2 separate regions of the Canis lupus genome follow, and region 2 is linked to region 1. Evidence: chromatin contacts called from public Hi-C data. All regions are on one chromosome and are shown on one strand. The core of a region is the stretch at or near the end of the contact, and the rest is flanking DNA. Distances in the headings are between cores, read along the strand shown.

Region 1 (4,388 bases), core at 1,346-3,845:
TTTTTTTTCCAGAGCTGGGGCTTGCCAGGGTCTTAATTCTAGCCTGGGCACACCTCTACTCCAAAGGGAGTAAGCCCAGCCTGTCCACTTCCTCACTTCCCTCCATCACCTGCCTAATCAGGTCTGTTTCTCTATTCTTCTCCCCACAACTGCCCTAACTGGGTCCAGTTTCTGTCGACCTCCAGCCCCCCAGCCTTTCTTATCCTCTGTATTATGACCCCCACCCCCTGGGGGTGCCTGTACCCTTCCCACTCTTGCCATCCTCCACCAAGGCTGCCAAGGGAAACTGAGCATCTTTGATCAGCCAGTGTCCTGTGCTCTGGACTTCACTACGTTTTCATTTTTTTTAAAGATTATTTATTTATTTATTCATGAGAGACACAGAGAGAGCAAGAGAGAGTCAGAGACACAGGCAGAGGGAGAAGCAGGCTCCATGCAGGGAGCCTGACGTGGGACTTGATCCTGGGTCTCCAGGATCAGGCCCTGGGCTGAAAGCGGCGCTAAACCGCTGAGCCATGAGGGCTGCCCTTCGCTACGTTTTCAAAACATCCCAGTCCTGGGCATCTACACCAAGGCTCTGATGATGCACTGGGTAGGCGGATGTAGGGGAGGGGCAAGTATTGTAGTCTAGCCATAGACTTAAACAGAGTGTGCTTAAACAGCTCATGGGGAATTAACCTCTTCACACTGAGAAAATTCTTTTCTTTTTTTTTAAGATTTTATTTATTTATTCACGAGACACACACACACACACACACAGAGAGAGAGAGAGAGAGGCAGAGACACAGGCAGAGGGAGAAGCAGGCTCCATGAGGGAGCCTGACATGGGACTCGATCCCAGGTCCAGGATCATGCCCTGGGCTGAAGTTAGAGCCACCTGGGCTGCCCACACATTGAGAAAATTCTAACGAGAATTTTGCAGCGCCATGGAGACCCAAAGGGGAGAGATGTGGGGGTATGTATAGTTAATGATAATAATATATATGATTTATTACATACCTATTATGTTTCAGGCACTAGGCTAGGTGCCTTAAACCCTTTGTCTAATTCCAAAAACTCTGTGAAGCAAGTGTCATTATCATGATGATAAAAACAACAAAATTCTCTGAGTACTTAAGTGCTAAGCAATTCATCTTTATTGTCTTGTGTAACATTCACATGACCTGTGGGACAGGTGCTGTGGTTGTCTCTTTTTCCAAATGAGGGAATTGAGGCATAGATCACTGTAGTAAGTTGTCACACAGCTATTAAGGAGGCTGAACCTCAGAGGGATTCAACAATATGTCCTTTTTTACCCAGCAAACAAACAACTGAGTGAAGTCTGTTTTCTCCTCCACAAGCTCAACACATTTCCTCCTGGCAATGGGAAATTCCAGGTTGACAGAAGGCGACTGGGGTGGCAAAGTGAGATTTCATCAGCTCCAGACATGAGCACATCCCTTACATGGAGGGGGTCCAGCCTGCTCTGGGACCCCAGCCCAGCCACCTGCCAAATGTCTCCTGGCTTTGCTGACCTGTCTCAGTAGTCCTTCATTGCCTCTCGCCCCATCTGGTTCAGCAGAATCCCAGCACACCCATTAGAAGGCTGCCTCCTCCAGGAAGCCTTTCTGGATGGCCCTAAACCAGAGCCCTTTGACCTTCTCTGGGACATTGTCCGCTGGCTTTGGCTGTCCCCGTCATCCTTGGTGTAGGTACTGTCGTCTGGCCTCCCTAACTAGGTGTTGAGTTCCTCTAGGCTCTAACACCTACCATGCACCCAGTGCTCAGAGAATTCCAATTGAATGAATAAACTCTGCTCTTCAGCCTTCCCCTGGATCACTGGGGTCATGAATTTTGGTGCTATGGTGAGGATGGGTGGGAGGGGGATAACAGGAAATATGTGTGACCAGCCCAGGTGTACAACAGAGAGTGGTGAGGTCTGTGGCAAAGGAGAGTTTGGATGCCTAGTGAGGGGCTTACAGTCAAATTCAGCCACCCCTACTCCCCACAAACGTCCCAGATCCAATCGCCCTGTGAACACTCTATCTTTCCCTTTCACTGGCTCTATTTTTCTACTTTGTGCCTACCATCTTAAAATATCTCTATCCTATTTATTATATTCAACATTTGTTTTCCCTGACAAATGCGAACTACCTAAGGGCAGAGATTTGCTGTTGTTTCTTTTGTTGGGGGGAGGGGGAGGGTGCTGTTTTGTGTCGAATAAATCATCAGCCCCTTGCACGTACCTGCAGCGGAGAGAGCTGCCCGAGTCCCCCCTGCAGGCTCCAGGCTCCCGGACACACTCGGGGTTCAAGTCAAGAAGAGCGATGGGCCTTCGGGGTCACCGCAAGCCTCCCAGGGAACCCCAAGGAGCCGGCCTGGAGTCTGTCTCCATGACAGCAGGTGCGGCAGACACTAAGGCACGAGGGTTAGTGGCTGCCCCTTGAGGGTCAGTGGGGCACCTCCGGGAGAGCGGCTATTGGTGGGGGAGGACGGGGGTGGGTGGGAGAGGAGGGGCCGTCACTCAGGGCGCGCGCACCCCGTACACGCACCCTCTCGTCCCAGAAGACGCAGGGTAGGGGAGGCCAGCAACCGACAGACGGACGGTCAGACAGGGCCAGGGGAATGTCCCAGAAGGTGTGGAAGGGCAACGAGGGGAGGGGAGAGTGCCCCCGCGGGCGCGCTCGCAGGAGGGCTGCGGGGAGGAGGCACGGGGGTGCTCCCGGCACCCGCCCGGCCGCCGCAGAGCACCCCAGGGGCGGCCCCGCCGCAGAGCACCCCAGGGGCGGCCCCGCCGCAGAGCACCGCAGGGGGCGGCCGGGACCCGGGGAGCCGCCCCCCGCCCGGGTGCCGCTAAGCCGGGCGCTGCCTCCTCAGCGGGCACCGCGCCGCCCTGCGCCGAGCCGCCATTGGCTCGCTCGAAATGCCTCTCTAATCCGCGCGGCGCTGCACGCCCCCGCTCTGACCTTCCTCCTCCCCGCAGCCCGCGCTCCGGGGAGACGCGGCGGCGGCGCAGCTTCCTCTTCCCCCGGGCAGTCGTCCGGGCTTGAGGCCGCCGCGGACGCGCAGCTCCGCCCTGCGGCGCGCGGAGGGTGCCAGGCGCTGCTGCCCGCAGGTAGGGGTCGGGCCCCGGGGGCGGGGGCGGGGGCGGGGGCGGGGGCGTCACCCGGGCGGTGCCGGGAGGCCCCTGCGCCGGGCCCCGCGGGCAGGCAGCTGGCGGCGGAGGCCTTACCCGGGAAGCGCCGGGCAGCGGGGCCTTGGGAGCGGGCACCCGGGCCCGGGGATCCCGAGGCTCCGGCCGGGCCGGGCTGCTCCCGCGGGGTGGGCTCGTGCCCGCTGGGTGCGGCGGCTGTTCATGGACCAGAGTGGGCTGAGAGAAGCGCAGCAGCCGAGGCGCCCTGTGCTCCGTGCGTCCGCCCCTTCCCGCGTAGCTGGCGGGGGAGGGGATGCTACACAGCCTGCAAAGACGCCGAAGCCGAAGCCGGGGTCTTCCCGGCGCTCTTCCCGACGCTCTTCCCCATCCCCCAGGCCACTTGCTGCCCGTCGGAACTACCTCTCCGTCTTCTTTTTGCCTTAGGAGGGCGTGAATGTATTAAAAGGTCATCAGGGTGTGAGGGCCGCAGTGGCAGACCCCGGAGCTTGGCCAGACCCGGCCTCAAGCCCCACCCACCCCCGCCCCCACAGCCCAGCTCTGCACCCCACGTGCAGTGACACATGTGGCCGCTTTTCTCCGGGCATAACCATAAATAACCCACATTGCCCTGGCTGTGGCACAGCCGAGGTGCAAACAGAATTGTCTGTCCATGACTTTGGAGGTTCTGGCCCTTACCCACCTGACCTTCCCATCACATGCAAATCACCGCTCACAGCCTCCCGCCCGCCCGCCCCCCCCCCCCCCCCCCCCCCCCCCCCCCAGGATGCTTCCTGATGCTCCGGTGAAATCCCTGCCTGCCTCCTGCCCTGCATTCTCCCACCTAGTCGCCTTGTGGTTTAGTTATTTATGGCGCGTCTGTCACCCTCTAGACCAGAAGTGCCTTCGGGATAGGAATCTGTTTGATTCATTTCTGTCATTGACTGTGCGCCTGGCCAGGGTCTGGCACCAAGTAAATGTTTGTGGAATGAGTGAATGAATGGGTTTGAAGTATGGGAGATAGCTGGCAACCTGCAGATGGGGAGTGAGTCTCCTCTTGAGCTTTCTTTCCATCCCCCGGAAGGAGAGCCACCAAAGTCAGACAGTTCCCTTTTGGCCCTTCTTGGTCTTGCAGCTGATGGCTACTATGGCATTTGGAGATAAATGTCACAGTCCCAGTGGCTCTAAGAGGGTCTTTTTGGGCTCCTGGTTTGAGTGCCCTGGTCTAAGCCAAACTTGGGGAAGGCCCCAGTGAAGGTCTGGCTTAACCTCATGCCCT
Region 2 (4,388 bases), core at 1,246-3,745, 550 kb after region 1:
AACCCCCCCCCACACACACACACAAACAGAAAGGGACTGTTGTCAGAATAAAGAGTAGTCCTTTACATTGAATCAATTTAGCTTTAGGAAAAACTCATTACAGCATCTTTATTTCCTTTCACTAAATATTGCTAAGAATTTTGTCACAAACCAGCACTAGCATTTGGGAACCACTGCCTTAAGTTCTTAGTAAAGACCCAGCTGAGGGCATTCTCATGTAATAGGCAGAACATAGTTATAAGGACCACGTGGTATGTGGAACAAAGCTGCACAGAGTAAATTGTATTTTCTCATTCTCTTTCAGTAGCGCTTCATAATTTGTCCACAGAAGAGTATCTGGTTCCGAGATGTGGAAGGGATATAGATGAAGTAAGATGCACCATGGAGTTGATCATTGTTGAAGCTGGGTAATGAGTAAACATGGTTCCTCACGCTAGTCTACTTTTGTAAATGTTTAAATTGTCCATAAGTAAGAAGATTTAAAAAAGGAAAAAGCGTTATTGTTGAAAAGAGGTTACATGAGAATGCCTTTATTCTTAGGAGATACATGATCACATTTTTGAAGCCATGACTCCAACTTTCAGTAAGAAAGGAAAATTATACATATATGTAGAGAGAGAGTGCAATGTCACAGAATGTTAACAATGTGGGCATTCACTGATTAGTTTACTTTTCAACAAAGTTGAATATTTTGAAATTAAAATAAAAATTTATGGGTAAAAAGTGATTGAAAATTTACCAAAAAGCCACTGAGCCCTTGCTTAGGTAAAAATAAAGATGAACTGAGCCTCAAGTGGACAGTTGAAGTTCCCTTTGTTTTTGAAGCCTCTTGGAAGCCTTTGGTTTCAGCTAAAATGGCAAAACACAGTCAAATATGTAAAGAGACAATCCATTACTTCATTAATCAGAAATAAAAGAAAATCTTCCACGGGAAACTGAGATATAGCAGCTTATTGAAGGACTGAAGGAAAAATTATCCACAGAAACAGTTTCCAACTATAAGTCAAACTCCAGAGCCTCCTTTGACAAGATGGTTTGGCCGCTCACAAGAACGGTACTATTCAACTCTATAAAAATTCAGGGAAGGGGAGGGACCAAAGAGAAATGAGAGGTAAAATACAACTAAAGTAGATTTCTAAAATCCATATCCCAAGAACAAAGAAATTTTCAACACGATATATAGTAACTGAACCAAGTCAACCTCACCTACAAAATTTCAAATTCCTTTTTATTTAAAGGGGGAATTTCGTTACTCATTTTAGGGCTGTTTTGCCTATGGATTCATTTAAACAGCCGCTTAAGAACTTAAGTCGTTTACACCGTATTTACCAAAAAATTGGCTTTCACCCTACAATAGGTTCATTCACATCTAAATAAATCCTCAGGCACCCGATGTGCCACTTTGGGGCCATTTTGTTAGCCAGCAGCGACCCCATGCGGCTACAGGAGAAACCGGTGTCCTTCAACCTCGTAGCCCCGGGACCTTGAACTACTTTCTGCCGTTTCAATCTTCAAGAGGTCAACTCTGCCTGTGGAGAGAGGCCTTCGGACTGAGGCCTGTTTACGTTCGCGAGAGGCACTGCTGTAAGAGGGATGCCGGAGTCCCGGGGAGGGCAGACCTACGGAAGCATGGAAGAGACCTGGGACCCGAAGGAACGCTGAAATACTAGAGCCCGGGGCAGTCGTTTGCGAGTCCATGAAGCGCCCAGCGATTCCCATCAGGGATCACCGGGGGTCTCTAAAAACCCTCAAGTTCCACCTGCAAACTCAAACGACAAGGATGGCTGCGAACGCACTGGGCCCCAGACCCCGTCCGACTCAAGTAAGGCCGCCTGGGTCACTGCTCCCCGCGGGCCGAGCGGGAGGCCGGAGCCGTGAGCAGACGCCCGGCGGGGGCAGCGGAGGCGGGCGGGGCCGAGGGCGAACCCCGGGCCCGAGGCCCCTCCCCTCCGCCCGGCCGCACCCCTGGCGCCCTGGAGCGGCGGCGGGCGGGCGCGCGGGACCTACAGGCGGGGGCGTCCTCCACGCCGCTCGCGCCGTCCCGGGTCGGGGCGGAGGTCTCGGGCCTGCAGGACCTGCACTCGGCGTCGCCCGGGTCCGTCAGGGGCATTCTGTCCTCGACGTCCGGCATGTTGCGGATGGAATCTGGACTGGGGAGAAAGGACGCGCCGTGGGCGTCGGGGAAGGGGGCTCTCCACCTGCCGCCGCGGGTGCGGAGCCCCGCCCGGCGCGCCCGGCCTGGCCACGCGGCGGGAGCAGGCGGGCGGCTCCGGGGCCGCTCGGGGGCCAGCGGGACAGGGGAGCCGGGCGGCGGGGTGCGGGGGCCCGAGGGGCGGCGCGGGGGGCGGCCCTCCTGGCCCGGGACCCCCGGCTCGAGCCCGCTGCGGCTCCGGCGGCAGGGGGAGCCCTCGGCGCTCCGGCCCCGCGCCGCTCACCTCCTCCCGGGCCACCGGCCGCCGGCTCTGGGTAGGCGTGGCGGCTGCGCGGCCTGGAGGCCCGGACCGTACCACCCGCGGCGCGGCGGCGGGGGGCGGGCGGCCGCGAGGGGCCGCGAGGGGCCGCGCGGCGACGCGGAGGCCCCGGGCCGACCCCGCGCGCACCCCCGCCGCCGCGCCGGGCCGCCGGGTGGCACAGTCGGGGCTTGGGGAACAAAGCGCCGCCCGTCTCCCGGGCAACCGGCGGGGTCACGTGGCCGCCCCGCGCTCCGCCGCGCGCCCGGGGGCTGGGACCCGGGCGGCCGGGCTCAGGCTGGGTGTCGCGTAGCCCCTGAGGCCCGGGGTGCCGTGGGCTCCGCGGCCGGGCCCTGCCTGGTATCTCGGGGCCGCCGCGAGAAAGATCACCTGCAACCACTCAGGGAGGGGAGAGGCCGCGGCTCAGCTAACCCGAGAAACGAGCGCACCCGGGAGGGTCGTTTCTTTCCAGCAAGGCCCCGCTACCTGGCGCTCGGCAGGCGCGGAAACCCAGCCCCGGCCGGTCCCGGTTGGTGGCGGCGGGGCGGCAGCGTGGGCTCGTCCACTGGACTCCTGGGCTGGGCTCACCTGGACCTGCAGGCTGGCCCCCCGGACTCCGGGCTCCGTCCCGGGCCTGTCTCGGTCCCGAGTCGGCTGTTGCCCCTGGAGTGACTTAGGACCCCTGTCCCCTCCAACGATCACTGTACTTCGGGGGGTGGGGGACGAAAAGAAGTGTCCGCTGTACTCTCCTATCCCTTTTTATTAACGGACTTGATTTCTTACAACAAAAGCTTGCTTTAAAAAAATAAAATAGGGCAGCCCCGGTGCCTTAGCGGTTTAGCCCCGCCTTCAGCCTGGGCCATGATCCTGGAGACCAAATCGAGTCCCACGTCGGGCTCCCTGCATGGAGCCTGCTTCTCCCTCTGCCTGTGTCTCTGCCTCTCTGTGTGTATGTGTCTCTAATAAAAAAATAAAATCTTTTAAAAAAATGAATAAAATAGAGCGACTGAGTGGCTCAGTGATTAAACATTCTGCCTTCAGCCCAGGGCGTAATCCCAGAGTCCCAGGATCGAGTCCCGAGTCGGGCTCCTTGCATGAAGCCTGCTTCTCCCTCTGCCTGTGTCTCTGCCTCTCTGTGTGTCTCTCATGAATAAATAAGCTAAAACATAAGATGAAATCATTGCCTGTATCAAGTTCTTATTATAACCTTTGCCTTGTTAGTGTGCAATGTGGATTTTTCTTGCACAACATACGCGTTTTGAGGGAGAGGATCATGAAGAGGCCCAAGAACACTTTTTTTCCTTCCTGCCTGCCTGCCTGCCTTCCTCTCTATGCCTAACATGAGGTCTGAACTCATAACCCCAGAGATCAAGAGTTGCGTGCTCTACTAACTGAACCAGCCGCGGGTCCCTGAACACACATTTCTGCATAAGAAAGTCCGCTCTAGGATCCCTGGGTGGCTCAGCAGTTTAGCGCCTGCCTTCAGCTCAGGTTGTGATCCTGGAGTCCTGGGATCGAGTCCTGCTTCTGGCTCCCTGCACGGAGCCTGCTTCTCCCTCTGCCTGGGTCTCTGCCTCTCTCTGTGTCTTATGAATAAATAAATAAAATATTTTTTTTTAAAAGTCCACTCTGAGGTCAAAGAAGATATGAGGGGAACGGCCTAGTAAATTACCGTTCAGCTGAAGGGTTCTTAATCCTGTACATGTTAAACCTGCCCCTTACCCCCTCCTCAACCTTTCCTGGTATTTCCCGCAGAGATGTTAACTGTGAAGCAAGCAGGCAGGTCTTCACCGCAAACTCAGAAGGGAGGGGAATTGTCTGAGTTCACCAAAGAATTCAATGAAAATATGATTTTTCATTATTACATAGGAGTTATTTTGGCTGGGTCTCCTCAAAACAAAACAAAACAAAACAAAACAAAAAACAGATCTCTGTTTG

What was found. A called contact is a pair of places that touch in the nucleus more often than the background predicts.
Region 2: a Hi-C map of blood shows a contact between it and region 1, with 3 times the contacts expected there. The contact joins the promoter of TCP11 here to the promoter of PACSIN1 in region 1. A contact is called at or near these places in 3 of 9 Hi-C or Micro-C datasets (amygdala and blood).

What each region holds. Positions count from the first base shown.
Region 1 is chr12:3,930,268-3,934,655 of UU_Cfam_GSD_1.0, forward strand. It overlaps PACSIN1 (protein kinase C and casein kinase substrate in neurons protein 1), which reads left to right and starts at 2,596. Exons shown (of 10, transcript XM_038553792.1): 1 at 2,596-2,616.
Region 2 is chr12:4,481,213-4,485,600 of UU_Cfam_GSD_1.0, forward strand. TCP11 (T-complex protein 11 homolog) reads right to left here and starts at 2,496. Exons shown (of 9, transcript XM_038553831.1): 1 at 2,436-2,496.